2 separate regions of the Mus musculus genome follow, and region 1 is linked to region 2. Evidence: chromatin contacts called from public HiChIP or PLAC-seq data. All regions are on one chromosome and are shown on one strand. The core of a region is the stretch at or near the end of the contact, and the rest is flanking DNA. Distances in the headings are between cores, read along the strand shown.

Region 1 (4,367 bases), core at 1,703-4,202, 960 kb after region 2:
GCGTGCGTGTGTGCACACACACACACACAGACAGATGTTTATTTTATGTGTGTGAATGTTTTACTAGTATGTATATTTGTACATTGTGAACATCCTGATGCCTGCAGAGGCCAGAAGATATCTGTGTTCCCTCTGTGGTCATGAACAACCAATGCTCTTAAGCACAGAGCTGTCTCTACAGCCCCTCAAAACGCAAAGCATAAGCCAGGCGTGGTGCTGCACCCTTGAAATCTCAGCACTCTGGAGGCTGAGACCAATGCCAGCCTAGGTTATTTCATAGTTAGTAGTAGGCCAGCCAGTACTACATAGTGAGACCCATTTGAAAACACTCAAACAGTAAATTAAAATTTTAAAGTAAATTTTACAGCTAGGGACAGAATGCAGTGGTAGAGCACTTGCCTGGTGTGCACAAGGCATGGAGTTGATCCTAACCCTCCCGAGTCAACAGATTTTACATTTCTATAAGTTTTTTTTTGTTCAAATTCATAAAATTCGTTGTAATTTTTTTTTTGGTGGGGGATGGGAGGTGGTGGTTAGCTTGAGACAGGGTTTCTCTGTGTAGCCCTGGCTGTCCTGGAACTTTCTGTAGATGAGGCTAGATTCAAACTCAGAGATCTGTCTGCTTCTGTCCTGAGTGCTGGGATTAAAGGCATGCACCACCACTGTCTGGCTCCAAATTTTTCTTAAAGCAAGAGTTCTTTGAGAAAGTATGTTTTAATTTAAATGGACTTTCCAAGTTACCTTAGGTGCTTTATATTGATAATGTCGCCATGGTATAGTGTGTAGCCATTTCCATGCAGGTCTCTATGTAGTGGAACTGTTACTGTAACGTGTAAGTCCCAGAGCACGTTGTTCTTCAGTTCACTGCAGAAGCTTGTGAGACATGGGGGTGTGTTCCAGCTCTGCTCAGGTACAGTGCCGGCCTGCAGTATCAGAAGCTTCAGGAGGGTGGCTCTAAAGCCTTGGTAGGCTGGCCTTGGTAGCTCTCCCGAGGCTGCAAGCGCACCCCCCTGTGAGGTGCTGCTCACTGTCTCCCACATCCTGTGTGTTCCCTTTCAGGGTTTGCACAAGAGAGAGTTGTGAATAAGGCTGACTTTACCGGATACATTGTAGAGACGTCTGTACAACATAGTGATTGAGTTGTAAAGTACTTGAAAATTGGGAAAACACTGTTCGTTTTTGAAACAGGATCTCACCATGTGGTTCTGACTGGCTTGACCAGGAACTCCTAGATGCCCCTGTCTCTGCCTCAGTATTGCTGTACCTCTGTATCTGGCCTCCAAGACGGTGTCAGAATTGCAAGGTACATGCAGAAATACACACACACACACACACACACACACACACACACACTGACTAGTTTGATGTAGCATTCCCACGGTGTGTGTTGGTTCGTGTCATACACTGTCTGATTGACTTTCACACGGACCACAGTCCTAGGTAAGCAGATTACGTACCGACTGGATGAGAAATAGAGTTTAACTCTTGGACAGCCGGCTGATATACTCTCAGCAGGAAACAAATCAGTGCCTTTGATTAGACAGAAACCAGGAAGCAGCTCTGAGGGCAAAAAGGTTTGGAGGACTAAAGGTCACATTCAGACTGGAGGGTGGCCAAGTTGCTTCCTCTCTATTTAAATCTCAAATAAAACATTTTCTTCTTTAGTTTAAAAGTGTAGAGAGGGTAGCAGACATCGGGGACTTACGTTTTCCTGTGTGGTGTCAGTGAGGTTGAGCAGCCCCTGCACGGACTTTGTCCTTTTCTTCTGTGGGCAGCCTCCCGAAGGCTGGACTGATGGCTCGGACAAGGGTTCTGTCTGCAGGTTCACAGGTTCACAGTGTTGTCGTTCCCCTGGGTACTTGAAGTGTCACATTCTTTGCAGATGGCTCATGGCCTCTTTGAATCTTGGAAAAGTATCATGTACTGTTGTAAATCAACCTTCCCAAAAAACATTTGCAAACTTGTACTGGTAAAAAGAAGCATTGTAATCCATGAAATAACTGATTTCTTCTTCTTTATGAAAGGCTTGCTTTAATTACTGAGACCCTAGTAGGCAGCAGGGGTGGTTAACGTTGGTAGGTCCCTGTATTGAGAGGAACAGAGCTGCAGAGTGTCTGAGTAGCCGAGCCTTGATTGGCCCCAGGGCAGATCATAGGCAGCAGCTGCTGAGTGGGCTCCCTGTGCTTGCCTCTTATGCTTTCTGCTTCACACTAAATCACACTTGGCTGAATTTACATTTCGTTAGGACAGCAATCAATGGAATATTTTATACCTCTGAAAAGCAGGTCTCCTAAAGCTAGACCATGTATGAGACCACAAAAAAAATGAATTTACTTGTTAATAACCGTTTTTCTATTAGAAGTCCCCCAAAGTTTCAAAGAGGGCGGAACCTTTCAAACTCGTGTCCATAGCCAGGCTGATGGGAACACTGCGGGTAATAGCACAGGAGGGCGTGGCAGTTGGAGCAGATACAGCGGCTCACATGCCAGTGATGCTTCAGAGACTGACAAGTGCTGTCACTGCACATTGTGCTTTGCACTATTAGTCGTCTGGGGTATTTTAGTCTGGCGATTCATGTGCCTTCTCATGCTGATACAGTTCCATGGTGGCATTCTGTACTTCTGTACCTTCTTAAGGAAGGCATGGTGGTTAAGTTGAGATGGACACTCAAGTGCCAGAGTGGAGTCTTGGATGGAATCAACTTCCCCCGGCTGCCATACCTGAAGAGATGGGTGTGGGGCTGCCAGCTCTTCATTTGTGACCCTGATCTCTGTCTTTTGTCTTATCAAAGAGAGGAGGGAGGGAAGTCTAATTGGGGCCCGAGGGTTGCAACAGGAGAGAAAGCCACAACTGATTGAACTCTGGTCTAGTCACATGACACTGTGCCTCTCTCCACTCCCAGAGTTGGTTGCTCGATGATTGGCCTTAGGGGGTGGGGCCACTGACAGCATTGCAAGAGCCTGAAAGAGGAGCCAGAATGATGGAGGAGATGTTTACTCTTCAGGAGAGATGACTGAAGGGATCAGACTGTTTGAATAGTAATGAGTAATGTGACCTTAGGCTCTAGACAGCTTGGCAATAAGCTCTCTTGTAGTCTAGAAAGCACAGTGGCTAGAGAGGACTCGTGTGACTACCAGACAGTGGGGACACAAGGCACCCACAGCCTTTTGAGCTCACTGCTTCCTAAGCTCTCTGTCTTCCTTATGCTTACTTCTGTTTTTTATTTTCATTTTGGGTATGAATATCATGGGTGTTGGGCCTGGGGTTGGGGGTGCCCAAGAGGCCGAAAGCTGAGGTGGATGTGAGTCACCTCATGTGGATACTGGAAGAGCAGCAAGCATTCCGCTGCTGAGTCATCTCTCCAGCCCCTGATGGCTTTAGTTTCAATTAATTCATTATAATAGAGAAATAATTTCATGCACAGCACACATGTCTTTAGCAGATGTTTTTTAAAAGAAGGAATTTTTTTTTCATTTATATATAAATGTCTGGAAATTGTTACAAGTAGGCATTTTCATTCACAAACTCTTATTATGATGCCAGACATTAAAAGAATATGGATATGATAACCTGGGTAGCCTGGAGCTTGCTATGCAGACCGCACTGGCCTTGAACTCACAGAGATCCAACTGCCTGTATTCCCCCCGCCCAAGTCCTGGGGTTGCAGGTGTGCGTGCCTTCCTTCTCTGCCTTTCCCTCTGCATTGCAGTATTTTCCATAATCACAAAGAGAAGGTATATCCCTCCAAAAGAGAACTTCTCACTGAATAACAATAATATAATTTTACATACCAGTAAGAACTAACTAACTGTAGTGTATGTGCCTCATAGCCAAGTGTGCACCCAGTCGTTACATGTGGTCCCAGTCATATCTGTTGAAGGACTTTGGGGGTTTTGTTGTTGTTGTTGAAAGGTCCTGTCCAACCCAAGCTCCCTTAGACCTGCCGCATGCCTCCAGAGTGCACAGGTGCCACCACAGCTGCTGGAACAGTATTGACGCATTGCTGCCAGTCACAAGTCCGTGTCAGAGACTCTGCAAGAGCCAGAGATGGCTCAGCAGTTCAAAGTACTTGCTACTTCCCAGAAGACCCAGGTTCGATTCCCAGCACCATGTTGGGTGGCTCACAACTGCGTGTAACTGCAGGGGCAGTGGATTTGACTCTTCTGTCCTCCTTGTATGTGCTCCGGCACACACATAGCATTCACTCACACAGACGAACACACACACATATATATATATACAATAAAAAGACATCTTTGGCTTCTTATTTATCAGCCAAAGAATTAGATTATTAAGGATAGTAAAATAAGGGCTGGAGAAGTAGGTGCCTCAGCAATTAAGAGCACTGAACCTATGTTCTGTTCCCA
Region 2 (4,272 bases), core at 408-2,907:
ACTCCCGCCTCCAGCCAAAATCCACCTTTGGAGTGAAAGGTTAAATTTTGTAAACACTGTGTCTGTCACTCTGAACTTCATATGACCTGAGAGCTTCAAGATTCAGGTCACTGATGAACTTCACAAATATGGCTAGTTTGGCTTGTGAAATGAAGTATAGTAATATTTGTAACACGATGTGGCCCAGTAAATCTGACTCTTCCGAGTAAACAAAGTTCCATATTTCCAAGTCATAGAAGGAAATAATGTTGGAAAATAATTAGTGATGTTTAATGTAATCCTACATGAGCTATTTATTAGTTGGATTACTGCTTCTATGTTGTAACTAATATTTAAGAAATTGCTATTCGAGAACTTTTTATATAATATTAAGTAGCAATATCCACAGGACCAAAATCGATAGTAAAACAGTCGTCCCTTTCTAAACAGATAACACAGAGAGGCTGAGTATGAAAGTATATTACATTCTGATAAAAAATCAAAACCAGTCATTGGAATTCAATTATTCATAATTTTCATAAAGCTTTAAAATGAATGCCAATATGTTCCTTTGTTTGTTTATGACACATAGCACATTTTTACAAAATGTCTAGTTATTTCACTATGTGGTATTGGATACTGGTTTTTAAGTTGAATTGACAAATACATGTTTTACATGTTTTTCTATTTTAATTTAATATAATTTAATTTCACATATGCTATATCTCAAGCCATGGACACTCTCTTCAATGATGTTAAACTTCAAGATTATTTTTAAAAATTGTTACCAGAAAGTTTCCAGCAGAGCTGAATAGAACTCTAAACCTGAAGAGAGGAATTAAGTCAGTAGAAGTAAAGAGAAGTCAGAGACTAGACCCGCGCTGCCAGCACCGTCTCTGTAAGCGTCTCACAGGCTAATAGCATCTAAGAGGCCTGGCAAGCCGCTGTTCTGTTGGAACTTTCCATACCTCTTCTAGGAAGTTGGTGAAACAGCAAGGTTTAAACACCCAGGTTATTGCTACCACTCATTGCCTGCCCTGCTAAGCTGCTGCAAAAACAGGTGATGACGGAAACGTAACAGGAAAATGTGAGAGAGTAGTCGTACCAGTCACTTATGGTGCTCAAACAAATCCGGGGGAACGTGCAGTTTTATTTGCGTAGCAGCTGATAAGATAAGCCAACAGCGAACAGCCCCCTTTGGTGATTAGTAAATTATTACCCACAGCCCGAGCTACCGGCCGCTTCCTCTTGGCATTCCTGATGGCGGAGGAGGAAAAGACGGAGCGAAACACATGAAGGTACGGTCTACTGTGAGACATTGTAGTGGGATTATCAATGCGATGTTTGCTAAAGACAGTTGTAGAAATTCCTGATCCATTTAAAAGTGTGAATTCTTATATGCAATTAGGAATGTCTAAACAAAAATTCCCTTTCTTTCTCTCTCGCTTCTCTGGGTATGGGCTAATTTCTAACACTGTCTTCAGGAACACCGCACGAAAGGGCAGAAGATAGCAAGAATTATTACTGCCATAATTTCATTTTTGAGGTTCATGGTAAAAATAAATTTTAAAGACTCAGAAAGGTCAAATTATATGTCACGATAGAGCCTTACTTTCACCTGTTCCAAAGAGCAACTCGAGTGTAAAGAAAGGATAGGATGCTGTAAACGAATTCAAGCTACTGATGACAGCTGCAGGCGCTGACTCTGCGCACGCAGGACTGAAGCCCAGTCATGACTGCCGCGCTCTCAAGATGCCAACAGCAAGAAAAGCGCGTCATTATCCCTATGCTGTCAATTATCACTTTGTGTCTGTTAGTCTGTGAAAATGGCTTCCATGTGAACCGCATAATCCTATTGGCTATTTCCCCTCACTGCCAAACAGAATTTCAAATCTGAGACCTTTCTCCGTGACGGATACAAAGTTTCATTTTACTAATGTGAGTTACACTTGTGGGATGGAAAGCGAAATTCTACGCACTGTGGAAAATATTTAAAGATACTCATAAAGCAAGTTTTAAGAACATTCTAGGTATTACAGTAGACAACATGATTTAGTGTCGATATAAACAAGACTGCTGTAAGTTTGCAAAGGTCTGGGCTTCAAAACCACTAGATATTTGCACATAGAAAGAACAACTTATTAAAGTCCGTGTTTAAACTATATACCAAGAGAAAGTACAGAATTCTGACAGGCAACTAAAGAAGTTAAAATTCATAAGAAGAAACAGGAGAGGCTCTCGAGTGTGAGTGTGTGTGTGTGTGTGTGTGTGTGTGTGTGTGTGTGTGTGTGTATTAAAAGACAGAGAAAGAAATAGAAAGAAAGAACAAAAAAATTCTCTCAAAGTTTCAAAATTCTTTGGAATAAATTTGCTAAGATATTTAGTTGTAAGAAGTGAAAAAGCTGTTTCCAGATTAATGGAAAAATAAATTTCAAGCATAAATATGTCTTGTATGTATATGTTACAGTTAAAGTTATCAAGTTGAGGCCTCTGGAAGATTGAGTCCATGAGAATATCGCTTTGGTTGCAGCTTACATAAACCAGTCAGAACGAAGCGAATTGAAAGCGAAGCACAGCAAATCCTAACGACAGACACGTGGGCGTTTCCAGAGCGAGGCAGTGGTATGACTGCCCTTAGGGCAGGTTAGCAATGAGCCATGACTAAACGGATGGACCAGGGTAAAGAGCAAACTACGCCACTGTAGGCCCGGAAGGCAAGAGGTCAGCTAACGTGAATCTGTGCGGGGTGAGCTCTCTGACAGACAGGTCTGTGTCTTCTCAGGGGCCGACTTCCATGAGACTCAGTGATTCTCACATGCTCATTTTGCATACTGTCACGCAAAATAACAAGAATCAGCAAAGTTTATATAGTACATAATCTATCCCCAATATTTCCCAGATAACAATATGAGAGTCTGATAGATCATTATTAATATGATGGAGGGAAATGAGAGGTATGTCAAACAGAACCCAGTAAGTTCAGAGAGGACTTGGTTCTGACGTGACTTCTGAGTCCTTCTGATGTCCTTAATTCAAAGTACTTCGCTTACATTTTGATTTTTTTTCAAATTTTTTTTTCTCAAATCCCAACACAAATAGAACACTCATTTTGAAGACTATATTTACTCGACTCCAGTAACTTTCCAACACAGAAATTATCATTGGTTCCTTTCCAAATGCTTTTTTTTTTTTTTAATAGCAGAGCTCGTGGTATTTTCTTGAATACATAAAATGGACACACAGTTGAATCAAATCGGAATTCTTAAGGAACTGCATGCTTCGTTTGATTCTGGTAATGAGAATCAGGAAAGGCCAACTGTTTCCTGTCCCAGGCAAACCAAACGAATAACTTGTAATTAGTGAAAACCTAGTAACTGTTGGGAGTGCTAGAGGTCAGCTTGTCCTGAATGGCACTTAGCCTGACTTCAGGAGGCAAGCTTGCCGCCCTCAGCGCTAATCCTTCCACCCACAAATGGGAAGCAGCAACTGGAGAAGCTTTTCAAGTCCACAAGGTGGCGCTCTCCAACAGTTAAAAGAAAGTTTGCTTCGCGGAGAAAGAGAAAAAGATACAAGGTCATTTACAACCACCTTAGATGAAATTTGGAAAAGGGAACGCGGACTCGCCCTGTTTTCCTCTCTTCAAGCCGAGTAAAGCTATGCATACGTTCCTGTGATCTCACCTGCTGTCTGGAAAATAGCTGTACACAGACGTTTAGATACTTCAAATAAGGAAAATAGACACATGAACAAAATTGCTATTATCAGAAAAATGTATCAGTTTGATCCAAAAATATGCCGACTTCTGTTTTGTTTCTTTGTCTTGTTAGTGCTCGGCTAGTACATCCGTATGAATGTCATTTTGGGTCATATAACTGCACGCTAAAATCTATGTGATGACCATAGAAATTATAGATGACCATAGAAAGTTATAATTAGAGTCAGTTGTCAAAAATGAGAATACAAAACTTCAGCTGTAGGGACAAAAAGGAAGCCCGGGGGCGGGGGGAAGATTATTTATTATGAGAAAAGAGCAAAAGTTCTCCGGAGTCACATGTGGCACGGAGGGTTAAGGTGCTGACTTGAACAAATTGTTCTATGTGCAAAGGTCTAGCGGGTCTATGGAGCCTGGAATTTTGCAAGCTAGAGACGCGCATTGCTGTCAGTTCAATATCGTCATAGTGGTTCTCTAATTCACCTCTCCCAGACTCCTCCTCCCACCACTGTTCCCTGGCCTCTCTTTCTCTTAATAATCACGCCCTTCTGCTTCCTCAAGTCAGGAACTGCATCACCAAC

What was found. HiChIP or PLAC-seq counts read pairs in DNA pulled down with a chosen protein or histone mark.
Region 1: a FOXA1 HiChIP or PLAC-seq map of pancreatic cancer cells shows a contact between it and region 2. The contact joins two enhancer-like sites. A contact is called at or near these places in 11 of 484 Hi-C or Micro-C datasets (cerebellar granule neurons, cerebellum, cerebral cortex and 7 more), 3 of 115 datasets of contacts at active chromatin or transcription factors (T-cell acute lymphoblastic leukemia, astrocytes and pancreatic cancer cells) and 1 of 9 other capture datasets (embryonic stem cells).

What each region holds. Positions count from the first base shown.
Region 1 is chr6:140,545,274-140,549,640 of GRCm38.p6, forward strand. All of the region lies in intron 11 of Plekha5 (pleckstrin homology domain containing, family A member 5), which reads left to right. Among named protein-coding and RNA genes, the nearest start is that of Aebp2, 76 kb to the right of the region's middle. Within about 2 kb of position 2,953, at least 128 of the 459 cell types and tissues checked have an H3K27ac peak or open chromatin away from gene starts, as enhancers often do. A contact at or near this core is called in pancreatic cancer cells, where this site is marked.
Region 2 is chr6:139,585,989-139,590,260 of GRCm38.p6, forward strand. No RefSeq gene overlaps it. Among named protein-coding and RNA genes, the nearest start is that of Pik3c2g, 26 kb to the right of the region's middle. Within about 2 kb of position 1,658, at least 33 of the 459 cell types and tissues checked have an H3K27ac peak or open chromatin away from gene starts, as enhancers often do. A contact at or near this core is called in pancreatic cancer cells, where this site is marked.